2 separate regions of the Rattus norvegicus genome follow, and region 2 is linked to region 1. The links are chromatin contacts, called in public Hi-C maps. All regions are on one chromosome and are shown on one strand. The core of a region is the stretch at or near the end of the contact, and the rest is flanking DNA. Distances in the headings are between cores, read along the strand shown. Region 1 overlaps Galntl6 (polypeptide N-acetylgalactosaminyltransferase-like 6). Region 2 overlaps Galnt7 (polypeptide N-acetylgalactosaminyltransferase 7).

The links. A called contact is a pair of places that touch in the nucleus more often than the background predicts.
Region 2: a Hi-C map of the A7r5 cell line shows a contact between it and region 1, with 4 times the contacts expected there. The contact joins two enhancer-like sites. A contact is called at or near these places in 2 of 12 Hi-C or Micro-C datasets (the A7r5 cell line and kidney).

What each region holds. Positions count from the first base shown.
Region 1 is chr16:37,425,722-37,432,409 of GRCr8, forward strand. All of the region lies in intron 10 of Galntl6 (polypeptide N-acetylgalactosaminyltransferase-like 6), which reads left to right. Among named protein-coding and RNA genes, the nearest start is that of Galnt7, 160 kb to the right of the region's middle. Within about 2 kb of position 2,895, at least 39 of the 93 cell types and tissues checked have an H3K27ac peak or open chromatin away from gene starts, as enhancers often do. A contact at or near this core is called in the A7r5 cell line, where this site is marked.
Region 2 is chr16:37,672,885-37,679,360 of GRCr8, forward strand. All of the region lies in intron 2 of Galnt7 (polypeptide N-acetylgalactosaminyltransferase 7), which reads left to right. Among named protein-coding and RNA genes, the nearest start is that of Hmgb2, 48 kb to the right of the region's middle. Within about 2 kb of position 2,542, at least 14 of the 93 cell types and tissues checked have an H3K27ac peak or open chromatin away from gene starts, as enhancers often do. A contact at or near this core is called in the A7r5 cell line, where this site is marked.

The DNA.
Region 1 (6,688 bases), core at 1,645-4,144:
ACTGTGTGTTTGAGACTTCCGTTAACCTTAGTTTTCCCTCTGGCTGTGCATTAAAAGTAATGCAAGGCCTCCTGTTGCAATAGCAGTTTTTAATCATGCATGTAAACGAGAACTGAGGTGGCAGCACCCCAACATAGACTCCACAAGATGTTTTCAGACAATGTATTGCTTTGATTGAAAGACATTTCAGTGCAGCTCTATTTAAGGAAAGTGTGATTTCGAATCCAATCTAGGACTTTGAAGTCTTTGTAAAAGGGTCTCTCCTTAAATCGTATTGCCTGTGAGGGAGAAACGATAGTGTTCAGAGCTGCATGGCCCTTTGGTTCTTCATTTCTGAAGAATGAAATATTTCAATTAGAAAGCTATAGGATGTGTCACACAGACTCAGGAAGAATCAATAGCTGTTGTCATAGTTACAAAGAAAAACAACTGATAAGTACAGATAAGGCTTCTCCCATCTTTCTTCTCTTTGCAGAAGGAGAAACCCACAGTTGGGGCATCATCCCCTGACAGGGTTTTGAGTTTCTCAGAACAGACCACAACAACTGTCTTAAGAAAATAACAAAAAATATGCAAGTATGTCCCTGTTGGCATAACTGCACGGGTCTAGCCCTCACGCATCTCTATCGCACACTGACCAAGAATAGGTTCAATTAAAACATTCTTGTGTTCCAGGGACTAAGCCACTACCTCAAGACTATACATGGACTGACCCTGGACTCTGACCTCATAGGTAGCAATGCATATCCTAGTAAGAGCACCAGTGGAAGGGGAAGCCCTGGGTCCTGCTAAGACTGAACCCCCAGTGAACTAGACTATGGGGGGAGGGCGGCAATGGGTGGAGGGTTGGGAGGGGAACACCCATAAGGAAGGGGAGGGGGGAGGGGGATGTTTGCCCGGAAACCGGGAAAGGGAATAACACTCGAAATGTATATAAGAAATACTCAAGTTAATAAAAAAAAGAAAAAGAAAAAGAAAAAAAAGAAAAAAAAACATTCTTGTGTTTTGGAAAAATTCCGTACCTTACGTATAAATTCCACACAAAAGAATATTGACCAAAACAAACTATCGAGCAATGATCCTACCCACTAAAGTTCATAAGAGGTTGTTCAAGTACCCTTCTCTCCTCCCCACACTCTCTTCCCACCCCTCCTCCATCCTGAATTACAATTGGAGAACTAGGATGCTGGGAACACAGCAAGTTCAAAACCCAGTCATGGATTAATCTCATCAGATAACATCGACACCCTCTAACACCACGTGCTTGCTGGTCATCTATGTTTTTTAAAGGATGTAGGGCCTTAGAATCAGGCCAACGTGGACTTCACTTTAACCCATCAGCCTGTGAAACTGTTCAGTTCTTCTAGGTCAGAGGTTCTTCATCATTAAATAGGGGCAACAATCCCCCGCCTCCCGTACAGTATTCTCTGAGGAGAAATGATGCCTGCGATGTAACATTGACACCTACAGTAAGTCAGTGTAGTCACTGTCCTTCTCCCTCCATCACCACACACGTGCCTGCACTCGCAGGTGCACACGCACACATGCACATGCATGTACACACATGTCACACTCTCAGGTGTGACATGGCCATGTTGGTCCATTCCCAGGATAATCATTAACTTCCGGCTCTTGTGCACGTCAGCATATCTTGAAGTATGGACAATTACCAGAAGGTTCTGTGGCTCTCAGATGTGGTGAACTCAATGGCTTCCTCTTCCTCTGAATCTTCCTATAATCGTTGCTGGGCTGCTGCCAGGCTTCAGAGGAATAGTGTTGGTCAGCACTTCCAATAAGCAGCCCAGACTCCAGCCTGAGAGCAAGCAAGAACGCCCAAGAGTCTATCAGTAAGACTAGAATTTGGAGCACTTAGAAAGAACATTCTCTAAAATTAAGGAGAGATGTCATGAGAAAAAATGTCCCTTCTTGGGCTAAGTTCCTATCTTCTTTTCAGCCCAAACAGGAAACAAACTCAGATGGCTTATGGGGATATGTGTCTTTATACCTAAGCCAGGTTTTTCTAAACAGGAAACTTCCAGAATGGGATGTGCTCTGGCCTGAATTTTTTATTTGACAGCTGAAAACGAATACGAACAAACTATTGGTTTGTTTTGTTTTTGTATTGGTTGTTTATTTTCCTTAGGCTAAACTGCGGGGGGGGGGGGGGATTATAGCATGTAAATTAACAAATGGTCACCAGAGGGCAGCACTAGACAAGAAGAAAACTCAACACAGGCAGGAGAGAAGGGGAAATCCCTGTAGTTAATACAGCTCTTCCCAAAGATTTCGTCCCCGGGGAGCCTAAAGATGGGGCTAGGAGGAGATTAGAAGTTGTGGGGAGAAGAGACTTGAATCCTGTTTGAAACTGTGTGTCACTGTATACTGGCTTGGTACAGGCAAACTCATTTTGCAGTAATTAACGTAAGGCTTATTCGACACTGTGCTTAAAGATTTGTAAGTTTTAATTCACCCTTTTACAATTAGACTTAAGTTCCTGGGTGAGAAATACATCGGACCGTGGAAATGTGATATTCATTTTAATTCCAAAGCTGTTAGAGTGACGAAATGAATGAGTAAACAAACTTGTTACAAAGCAACAAAGAGGGGTCCGCTGAAGCATACCTTTCTAAGGAAAACCTTCTGCAGCACACTAGGACTAATCCGGCTCCTGTGCGGGAAGCAGGCATATGATTCATCCTTTCGGGGTCATCTGCTGAGCTGTTTGATATCGCTCTAGCATTGTGTGCTGGCTCCCAGTTTCCTCTAGGGATCAAGAAAGAAAAACAAAAATAGATTCAAATAAGAATGTAAGATCTGGAAGGCACCTCCTCCAGTCCGCATTCTGAGGACAGGGAGGGGCGGAAGAGAGGAGGCGTGCTCTGTCTGGCCTAGTTTAGCTGTTCTCTCCACAGGCCCAGCAGCAGGCACTGGAAGCTCTTGCAGGGAGGAAACTTTGCAGACCTTTCTATCCTGCTGAGGAAGCTGACAGATTTTTCCTCTTTCCAAGGCCTGGAGGGAGACATAGGCAAACAGAAATCTGAGCACGTCAATACATGCAGAGAAAGAACGTGGCCTTTCTTTGGGAATAAACAAGCCCACTGTCAGGACCCCCGCATTCTCACGGGTACAGACTGAAGGAAGAAACCCGTTGTAACTCGGATTCCTGCAAACTACATAACAATGAAATAAAATATAACTTCCCACAGAGAGAATAAACTGTTTTTCAATTGTCTCCTCAGGATGCCAGATTAAGATAAGTGTATTTGCAGCTCCAAGGTAGAGAGTTTATTTGTATAGTATAATACAATATATAATACAATACAGACCCGGACAATGTTACACCCACCGCATGCATATAAAAGCAAAACAACGGGTCATGATTCAAAAATCTGTATTTTAAAGTATCACTCAAACGAAGAAAAAGGAGAAATTGACATCCATTTACTTTTAAACTAATAATTTGCGTTTTGTTTTTTGTTTTTTGTTTTTTTTAAATCAAGCTCTTTTGTTAAGAAAAGCTAGATACTCCCAAGAAAACCTAGATACTTCTGGTTAGTAAAAATATGACCCAGGACTGGGAGGCAGACTGTGAATGTCACAGTAAGTTCCAAAATACACACAATAAGTTTCACAATTCAGGCTCATTTCAACTTTGGTGAAAATGTGTCTAACAGGGGATTGGTTTGACATGACCGTTGGCTAAGATAAATGGCGAACGGAAGCATTTCAAAGACATAAGAGAGAAAAAATGTTATTGGAAGGTTCAGAAAAAGAAAGCAATTGGTATAATTTGATGATTTATCGCCTGGGGCCCAGGACTGCAATCACCAGGTAATAATAACAAGAAAAGTGGAGAATACCTTATGAAAATTTCCTTCCAACAATCGATCTACAGATGTAAGGAAGATCATTACCCTACAATAACAAACCTAGAAACAGGAAGCAAAAGTTCGCCCAGATATAATTACGACAATAGATGAAGCCTAAGAACAAATCGGCTGTCATTCAGATATTCTTGGGGCTTAACTGATCCATTTCATGAAAAATAGGCGAGCACGGAATGCACAAAGCCTAGATATTTGAGGCAGGAGTCACAACTGTCCAGCGAAGCTCTGTGCTAGGTGGGGATTTACAATCCCTTCCATCTTTAGGCTTCTGAGTATATTGAAGCTAAGACATAGACGAGGGGAGCGGGGTACACACTCGACAGTCTCTTGCCACGGGGAGAGACAGTTTCTCTAAGAGTACAGTCCTTGGTAAACCACTCTCTCCAGTCGAAGAATATTTGAGGGAGCAGGAGGGAGAAGGGAATCTAGGAGGAGTTGGAGGAGGGGTGAATATGATAAAAACATTATGTGAAACTCTGGAAGAACTAAGGAGAATAGGGAAGAAGAAATGGAGAAAGAGATGAGGAAAAGAAAGAAAAAAATGCAGCAGCATATGAGCCAGAAGCAAGGCAGCGAGCCCTGTTCCTTCACAGACTCATCTCCCACCCCCCAGTTCCTGTCGTCCTCCCCCCTCGACGATGAACAGTAAACTCTAAGCCAAAGGAACCCTTTCCTCCCCTAAAGTTAGACGAGTACATGATAAAAATCTTAAGTCTAGTTGGCCTCTTTGATGATTAATTTTCATTTCAACACGACTGCATTTGGAATCACCTAGGAAACACATCTCAGGCTGTGGGGAGTGGCTTTTCCTGAGAGGCTTAGCTGAGGAGGGAAATACTGGGTGAGAAGCCCATGCATTAGCATGTAGCCATGTAGCCATGTAGCCATGCTGACTGAATGTGAGGCGGTTAGCCACACTGTATCTGATGTCAAGAAGCAGAAAGGGATGAACCCTTGCTATTTTCTTCCCTTTTCCCCCTTTTTATATAGTCTATGGCCCCAGCCCATAGAATGGTACCACCCAAAATTCTGGAGGGTCTTTCCTCCCCGGCTAAAGCTCCTTTTCTGACTGCAGAGTGGCCACCTGACAGACTCCAGCCCTTCTCTACAATAACTGAGTCTTTCCTCCAACGTGAGCCATAATAAATCTTTTCTTCAAAACAGACAGACAAATAAATACACAAACCCCTAAAAACACACACGGAGCAAAAAGACACAAGAGAACCAGGTAAATCAATCAAGACTTCTGGATTCAAACCAGGCAGAGCACATGCGTACAATCTCAGCACTTGGGAAGCTAAGGCAGGCTGTGGAGTTTAAGGTCCGCCTGGGCTACATTGTGAGTTGAAGGCCAGTAGGATCCAGGTTGGTTTTTTATTTTTTTGTTTTTGTTTTTTGTTTTTTGTTTTTTGTTTTTTGTTTTTTGTTTTAAAAAGAAGACAAACTAATTCTTGGCAGTACCCAGCACTCATCATGCACATTGAACTTGGATTTTATCGAGCCCCTACACTTACCATCAACTTTTCTGGGTGCTGGGAAGGACATGCTCTCCCATTCAGGAACTCAGTATCTAGTGAGGGATGTGGATACACAGTAGGCAGTCATGATAGATTGAGAAAGAGAAGAGGAAGACACAGCGGCACTCCAGACATGGAGGCCGTGAGGGTGACTGGACCCCTACACTGAACAGTAAAACCACTGTAGGCTTGCAGCCTGACAGACAACCTAATTAGACAGGCACCCCAGACAGACCTCTCTGCAGTCTGGGAGGGACAAGAGTGTGGGCAACAGGATCAGGAAGGCTAGCAAGGGTTGGAGACGCAGCTCACAGACTGTGCTTTCCTTGCAAGAAAAGGACCGGCCAAAAGACCCAGAGTCCATTTCACACTTGATCTTAGCAAAAAGGCCGAGAAGCAATCAGAGTCCATTTTGTAAGCCAAGTTTGGTGAAGCACACACTTTTTTGGTTTGTTTGTTTTTGTGTGGAGGTGTTTTGTTTTGTTTTGTTTAAGAATTATTTATTTTATTATATGAGTACACTGTAGCTGTCAGACACACCAGAAGAGGGCATCGGATCCCATTGCAGATGGTTGTGAGCTACCATGTGGTTGTTGGGAATTGAACTCTGGACCTCTGGAAGAGCAGTCAGTGCTGTTAACCACTGAGCCATCTCTCTAGCCCCTGGCACACACACTTTTAACCCCAGCACTGAGGAAGTGAGCAGCAGAAAAGGTTTCCTAGAGCTCACTGGCTGCCAGCGTAGGCTACGTGACAAGGCAAGCCACCTTGTCTTTAAAACAGAAGTGTTCAAGGCCTGAAGAACAATATCCAAGATATTGTTGAACTGACCGCTGAACCATCGTGAGCACGCATGCGCGCGCGTTCGGGACCCGGAACAAGGGAAAGGAAGCGGGTTGTCGCACTAGTCTAGACAAGAGATGCTGACCGCAAGGTGAAAATGGGGAAGATGGAACTAATTCCAGAAATGCTGAAGAAACCAGAGTGGCAATAGGCGGTACAGCAGCGTGTGAGAGGTACTGAGCTCGACCTCCAGCTCCACCAAAGACTAGAGACAGTGGCAAGACTTGACAAGTAGTTAGATGAGGGTAAAGGAGGCAAAAGACTCAAGACTCCGTGGCTGAGATTGACGACACTACCACCAACTAAAACAAATTAAAGGAGAACAGGCTATCCAAGCAATGAAGAGCCAGTGAGTGCAGTCTGATACATTGCATTTGAATCATCTAGGAGACGTGCCCTTGGGAAATCCTGCCAGCGGCTAAATACGACATGGTCACTGGG
Region 2 (6,476 bases), core at 1,292-3,791, 250 kb after region 1:
ACTTTATTTCTAAATTGGCAATAATTAATACGATTTCTTGATAATATTTGGAACACTATGCAGAACACAGGTAAGGGCTGGCTTTCCAGTTTGGGTTTAGAGATCAGCAAAAGCTGCGACTGGCCCTAGGGAAGCGTCTCTTCCAGTAGAGGTCTTCTGTCTGTCTTTGCTGCCCCTCTGTACAGGAGCACGTGTGTCTTTTCTTTAGCTATCCTGATCCCTGGGGAAACAGCTTCTGGGTGGTTCTGTTCTGTGTGCTGGATCTGTCGCATTCACACAGCTGTCAGCAAGAGCTGTAAATTAGGAGGACTTAGATAGACAGACAGTTTGGATAATTAAAGGAAAAAAACAGGCAGAAATGAAGGGTGAAGGTACCCTATGCAGATTTTGCAGATCTTTGAGAATAGATATAAATGAGCGAAACTTTTAACATGCCCTTGCTTAGAAATGATATATGTCCAGCATAGCTCCTACAGAGTTGATAGAACAGTCTGGTCTGGTGATGTTTATACACTGACACTCATTCTGGGGAAAGTCTTAGTCTGATATACACATTTGTGAGGGTTTAGGGGGTCACTGAATAGACTTCCTAGGGAGTTCCTGAGTATGAAGCTGCCAAACTGAGGTTCTCTTTACTTGTAGCTGTTCTTATTAGTGATGACATTTTTTTTAAACTTTGAAAAATAGAAATTTTCAAATATTTAATAGATAATTATTTTTTAAACCTACTGTAGCCCTACAACCCCAGTAGTTGTGTGTTTGTTTGTGGGCTTTGAAGACAGGGTTTTGTGTAACCAAGACTGGCCTCCAACTCCCTTCATAGTGGAGGATGATCTTGAACTCTCTAATTCTCCCGTCTCTACCTTCTAAGGGCTGGGATTATAGGCATACACTACCACATCAACTTCAAGGTACTTAAAAAAATGAAGTTAAGGCTCTGGAGAGATGGCTCAGGATAAGAGCACTGACTGCTCTTCCAGAGATCCTGAGTTCAATTCCCAGCAACCACATGGTGGCTCACAACCATCTGTAATGGCATCCGATGCCCTCTTCTGCTGTGTCTGAAGAGAGTGACAGTGTACTCACATACAAAAAGTAAACAAATCTTAAAAAAAAACAAAACAGTGAAGTTAGGTGGCAACGATTAATTGATAAATAAATTCCAGGACACATTTTATGTGTCTTTAAATATTTGTTTTGGTTGGTTTCCTGAAGCACTATTTTCTTATCTGTGTGCTAGTCATTCCAACTCCTGGATGGCCACAATTCATTTTTCTGGTCCTTTATTTTGGGACATTCGGAACCATTCCTAGCTCCCCACTGTTGCAGAAATGCTGTGATGACTCGGTCTTTGTGTTCATTGCTAGTCATCTCAGTAGAACAGATCTCTGAGTGTCCAGGCCAGAGAACTGGCCTTTCCTCCATAGTAGTTTTCAATTCTGGAGTCTTTCCCTCTCCCTCTCCCTCTCCTTCTCCCCCTCCCCTCCATCCCCTCCCTCCTGCTGTCCACATCCAGTTTGCACGTGGCAATGATGTCATACAGAATGGAATTGTCTTGCCTTTTCTCTTATTCCTTCCTGTTTGACAACAACCTCCTTCACACATTGGCTGATCAACTCAAAATTCTTGGAGGACTTTGAGAAGAAGGTGAAAGTTCATGGCCCATTTTCCCAAGTGGCAGAGGCCTTCTTGAGATGTTGAAATGTGTTAAGTTCTTGGGTTCCTCGTGAGGTTTTTCAAGGAACATGAACTAGAATGTTTTCCAAAATCTTGGGTTTGAGCCTTCCTGGCATCTGCCTTCTTCGGGATGAAAATTTACATACATATGCTCCCGGTTCATAGAACCTGAGTCCACCATGCATGAAATGCACTGCCTGATACCTAGCAGCAGCTCAGTCTTCTTTTCTTTTTTTTTTTTCTTTTCTTTTTTTTTTTCGGAGCTGGGGACCGAACCCAGGGCCTTGTGCTTGCTAGGCAAGCGCTGCAGCAGCTCAGTCTTAATGAGTTTCAGAGGGCATTCTGTAAAAGTACTGCACCATTGCACCAGAAAAGAAGATGGGAAGTAGAGATGTACTGTAGTAGAGTGTTACCTGCCGCACAACAACCCCGGTCAGTCCCTAGCACCACCCTCCTGACCCATGGAGGCAGTTGGAGCAGGAGTTCGAGGCCAGCCTTATCTCAGGGTGAATTGGGGGCATTGGGGGCGGGGGCAGTAAAGATTCTCTTATGCCAGAAAAGAAGTAGACTCACAATTTCTTGAAATAGGATTATTAGTCTCCTCTTCTTTACTAACTATTCCCTGTATGTCCGTTACACTACATGTTAAATGAACTACCTGGACCCTAATGCTTCCAATGACCGAAATCACTGAGCATGGTTGACATAGTCACATCAGCTGCCAAAGCCAACTGGCCAGGGAGGTAATAAATGCTAGCTGTATTATGTGCTCTTCTCAACCTCTCTCAACTTTACAGTAGAGTCTGGGTGCTGTGCCTCCTTCGTTTGCAGTAGAGTATGAGTCGTGATGTAAGACTCCACAGCAAGGCACTGCAGAGTCTTCGATATCTAACGATTCTGTCTGGAAAGTATCCAGTAACACCAACCCGATGTTACCACGCTACCCTGCGAGTGCCTACCTCTTCTTCAGTCATTAACAGAGTTGAAATGTGCTTTTGGAAATGCCAGCCCTCCATATGGTGGAGGCGAGTTCCTTATTGTAATTAGAGCACCATGAAGGCGTATCGCCACTCACCGAGTGAAGAAATGTGGAGCGGAAGATGACTCAATAAACATCTGAGGGAATGTTTGCAAAGTGTGATCTTCAAATCTGTGCTGAACTTCAGCTCTCAACCTGTTCTCTGCACAACTGTTTGTAATGGCTTGCGCTTGGCACATTGCCACTGTTGCCACTGAAGGCTTCATCTAAGCAGAGCCCAGTGAAACTCATTACCGTATGCATCTAGCATAAGACCCGGTGTTTAATAAAATAAAAAAATAAAATAAAATAAATAACTCCCATCTGGACCTCAAGCCAAGAATAGTTTACTTCAGCTGAACAATGGGTTTCTTAAACATAGATTTGATGAGGTTCTACTGCTAGAAAAATTCTGCATGGCAGACTCATAAGACGTATCTAGAAAGTAAGGGTGTACCCGTCAGCAGAATGCAGGCGGGCTCTGTCGTCGGTGTGTTCTTCGTGAGCAGTGCGTCAGACCCTTCACACTCTGCGAAGCACCTTATACATTGCACTCTTGCTTCTCTCTCTACCCTCTTTCCTTCTCCATTCCTTCTGTTTTTAACTTCCGGGATGTCCATTCTCTGTCTTTGTGAGGTGCCTGAAATCCCTCACAGAATGAGCAAAGCCTACATTAATTAACTAGCTTGGAGACGCCAACCCACACATCTGGGCACGGTCTACAGGGTGTCGATCCTTCACTCTCTTAGTGGTTGCTGTTTTAGCTCAAGTATATTGGTGTTTGATAAGCTGGCATTTCTATAAAATTAGAATATCATATGCAAGCTCATATGTGAAACGAGAGTCCAATATAGCTATAAACATATGGCTTGCACTGTGAAGTGTTCTTTTTTCTTTTCTTTTCTTTCCCAGGGAGTTTTGAAGAAATATACAAGAACATATGTCCTGGCCTAGGACTCACTGCCAGATTTTTTTTTTTTTGACTGTGGTTTGAGATTTCAGATCATTAACTGGACACATCTGTCTGAGTATGTTTTTCTTTAAAAAAAAAAAAAAGAGAGAAACTCTGAAGGAAGCTATCCCAAAAAAACACAGTTTAGCATTCCTAAGGGTTTTTTTAAACATATTTAATGTCCTCGACCGTTCAAAGCAGGCAGAAATCCTCCAGGCTGTGTGGCCGTCATTTTTGTTAGTAGCTAAGCATTCCTTCTGTCTGGGTGAAAATGCATAAGTTATTTTCCTATTTGCTTTATAAGCATGTACTTGTAAGTGATGGTGAGGAAACTTATGGCCTAAGGGAAAGAACTTTAAAGCTAGAACTGAAGGATTCACTCTTAAAACCACTTCCATTGTTAACTTTGACTGGGCAAGTCATACAACCTAAAGTCCTCAGTTCCTATACGTAGAAAATGAATGATTTTTTTAAAAAAAAATCTTGTCTTGCAAGAGACTTGGATGAGATGATATGTGTGGGAGAGCTTTGGAAAGAGTGAGTGAGGGCTATGAGAAATACACTTCCTGTCTGGGAAGGAATGAACAGTGTACTTGATAACAGAACCACCGGTTTTCTGACCCAATCGTCCAGAGTTCTAAGAGCCTTTCAGGGATGCTGAACACGTGCTTAGAAATGATGCTCTAACATTTCTCATGGGCACTCAAGTCTCTGCTCTGTGTCCAGTACAGTGCTGTCCACCCAGCTGCCCATACTTTGTCCTCTGACTCTGGCCTGAGTGTCTGTGATGCCACCTGTCTTCATAGCAGAGAGGCATAAGGTCACCATGTTTATCATCAATCCGCTGTACAAGTCTCTCTCTCTCTCTCCTGTGTCTTCTTGCACAATCCTCAAGAATCCCATAGCTTCCACTTCCTGTTTGGCTTGCTGGACACTGTTACAGAGCAGGAGTACCAGCTGAGGTGCAGCTGTTCTCCTCATGATTAGTGGCCTCTGTCCCAGGCTGCCACAGGGAACACCAGCTGAGTTGTCTGAAGATGACATCACATCTAACTGCTCTGTCCATTTAGGAACTGTGAATTCTAGCCATAGCATGAGTGTGTTAAGGATCATTGGCAGAGGATGCTGAACGGAGATCTGAGGGGAAGGAAGGGTGACGTCATGGCTAATGATGTAGCTGTATCTCACTATGGGGTGACAGGATATTGACTGTCACAGAAGAATGGAAAGGAATACATTCCGAGTTTGCCTATTTTTCATTGTATTTATTATCGGGGTGTCTGGAAATGAAAAGGGAAAGGTGTGCAAGTGGCACTTTATATGTAGAACAGAGCAGTTAGTAAGTTGGCTCCCTCCTTCCACCTTTATGTTGCTTCTGGGGACTCCCTTGTACCAGCTGCACCATGGCGCTGGCCCACATGCCAATCAGCAGTGGCCACAGCGTCCTAGTCAGGTGACTAGGTTGTATACAGTGCCCAAGTCTGTGTCATTTGTTGCTTCTTCTGTAGCTCTTAGGATTCAGCATGGAAAGGTTTTAGGAACTGCTGCGCTGAGGCAGCCCCCTTCTCCGTTAACCCACTGATTGCTTGGTTATAACTAACCTTCAGACGGGGATCGGGCCTCAGTGCGAGACTCTGCTATCAGGAATTAATGCTGGAACCCAGCTGGAACCAGAGCACTTGTCTGACACCGTGTGCACGTGGCAGACAACTGTCATTTATTGAGACTGAGCTGATCTGAGGTGACCAAGCCAAATCTACACACTGGCCTTACCTTCATATTTGCTCTGGGTTCCAACTGTGGTACCACATAGTAACTCAAGCAAGAGTTACTGTGAGCTGCTGGACTTGCTCCATTACTTGGTTTTGATATGACAGGTGATATACTTGAATATTTTTTTCCAGGCACAGCCATTAATTCTATGTCCGTCGACTTTATTTTCAACCTCCCCAAAGAATATAAGATTTATTATTCTCCCTTCCAATAATATTTGACTCGTTAACAAAGAAAAATACATGGTGTTTTATGACATCAGGCAGTGCTGAAAAAAAGTAGACCTGTAAACATTTTTTAAATCAAATCAACAAATATGTGTTGAGAATTGACATAATCATGAAATTCTATTTGGGCAGAACTGAGCTTAGCTTTTCTGGTATTTTCATTTTGCAGATAATAGGCTGAGTGAGTTCTATTACCAAAGACTGAATTTTGACCTTCAGGGGAGGACTGACTAATAAGAACATTAGAGAAAAGTAATTAGTGTCTGACAGCGAAGGAAAAGGGCACAAGCTCTTTGCGGATGCAAGTTGAAGAAAATGGTTAGGATACAAACAAACTGTAAATCGACTCCATTGTGCATGGTCAAAGAAAGACCGTAGTATTAAGAAAGGGCCGGGGGAGGCTAGAATATGTACCCCGCCCTCTGTCCTGTAGAGAGCGAGCCTGGGTCATCTAGGAAGTCTGGTCAGAAGCCCTTGCTGTACCCAAGGAAGGGGGTGTGGACCCTTCAGAACTGTGACACCGACCACAATTTTCTTTTTGTTTCTTTTTTTTTCCAAAATTACTATTTTTTTAATTTACTGTACATCCTGATTGCATCTTCCCCTCCTTCCTATCCCCCAAGTCTCCTCCCTCTCCTTTCCCCTCCCTCCACCTTTGTTTCCCCCCTTCCTCCTCAGGAGAGGCCTCCTGTGGATATCAAACCACCTTGGCATATTAAGTTGCATCTTCTAGATGGCCTAGATGCATCTTCTCCTTTTGTGGCTAGGCAAGGCAGCCCAGTTAGAGGAAAGGGATGCAAAGGCAAGCAACAGAGTCAGAGACAGCCCC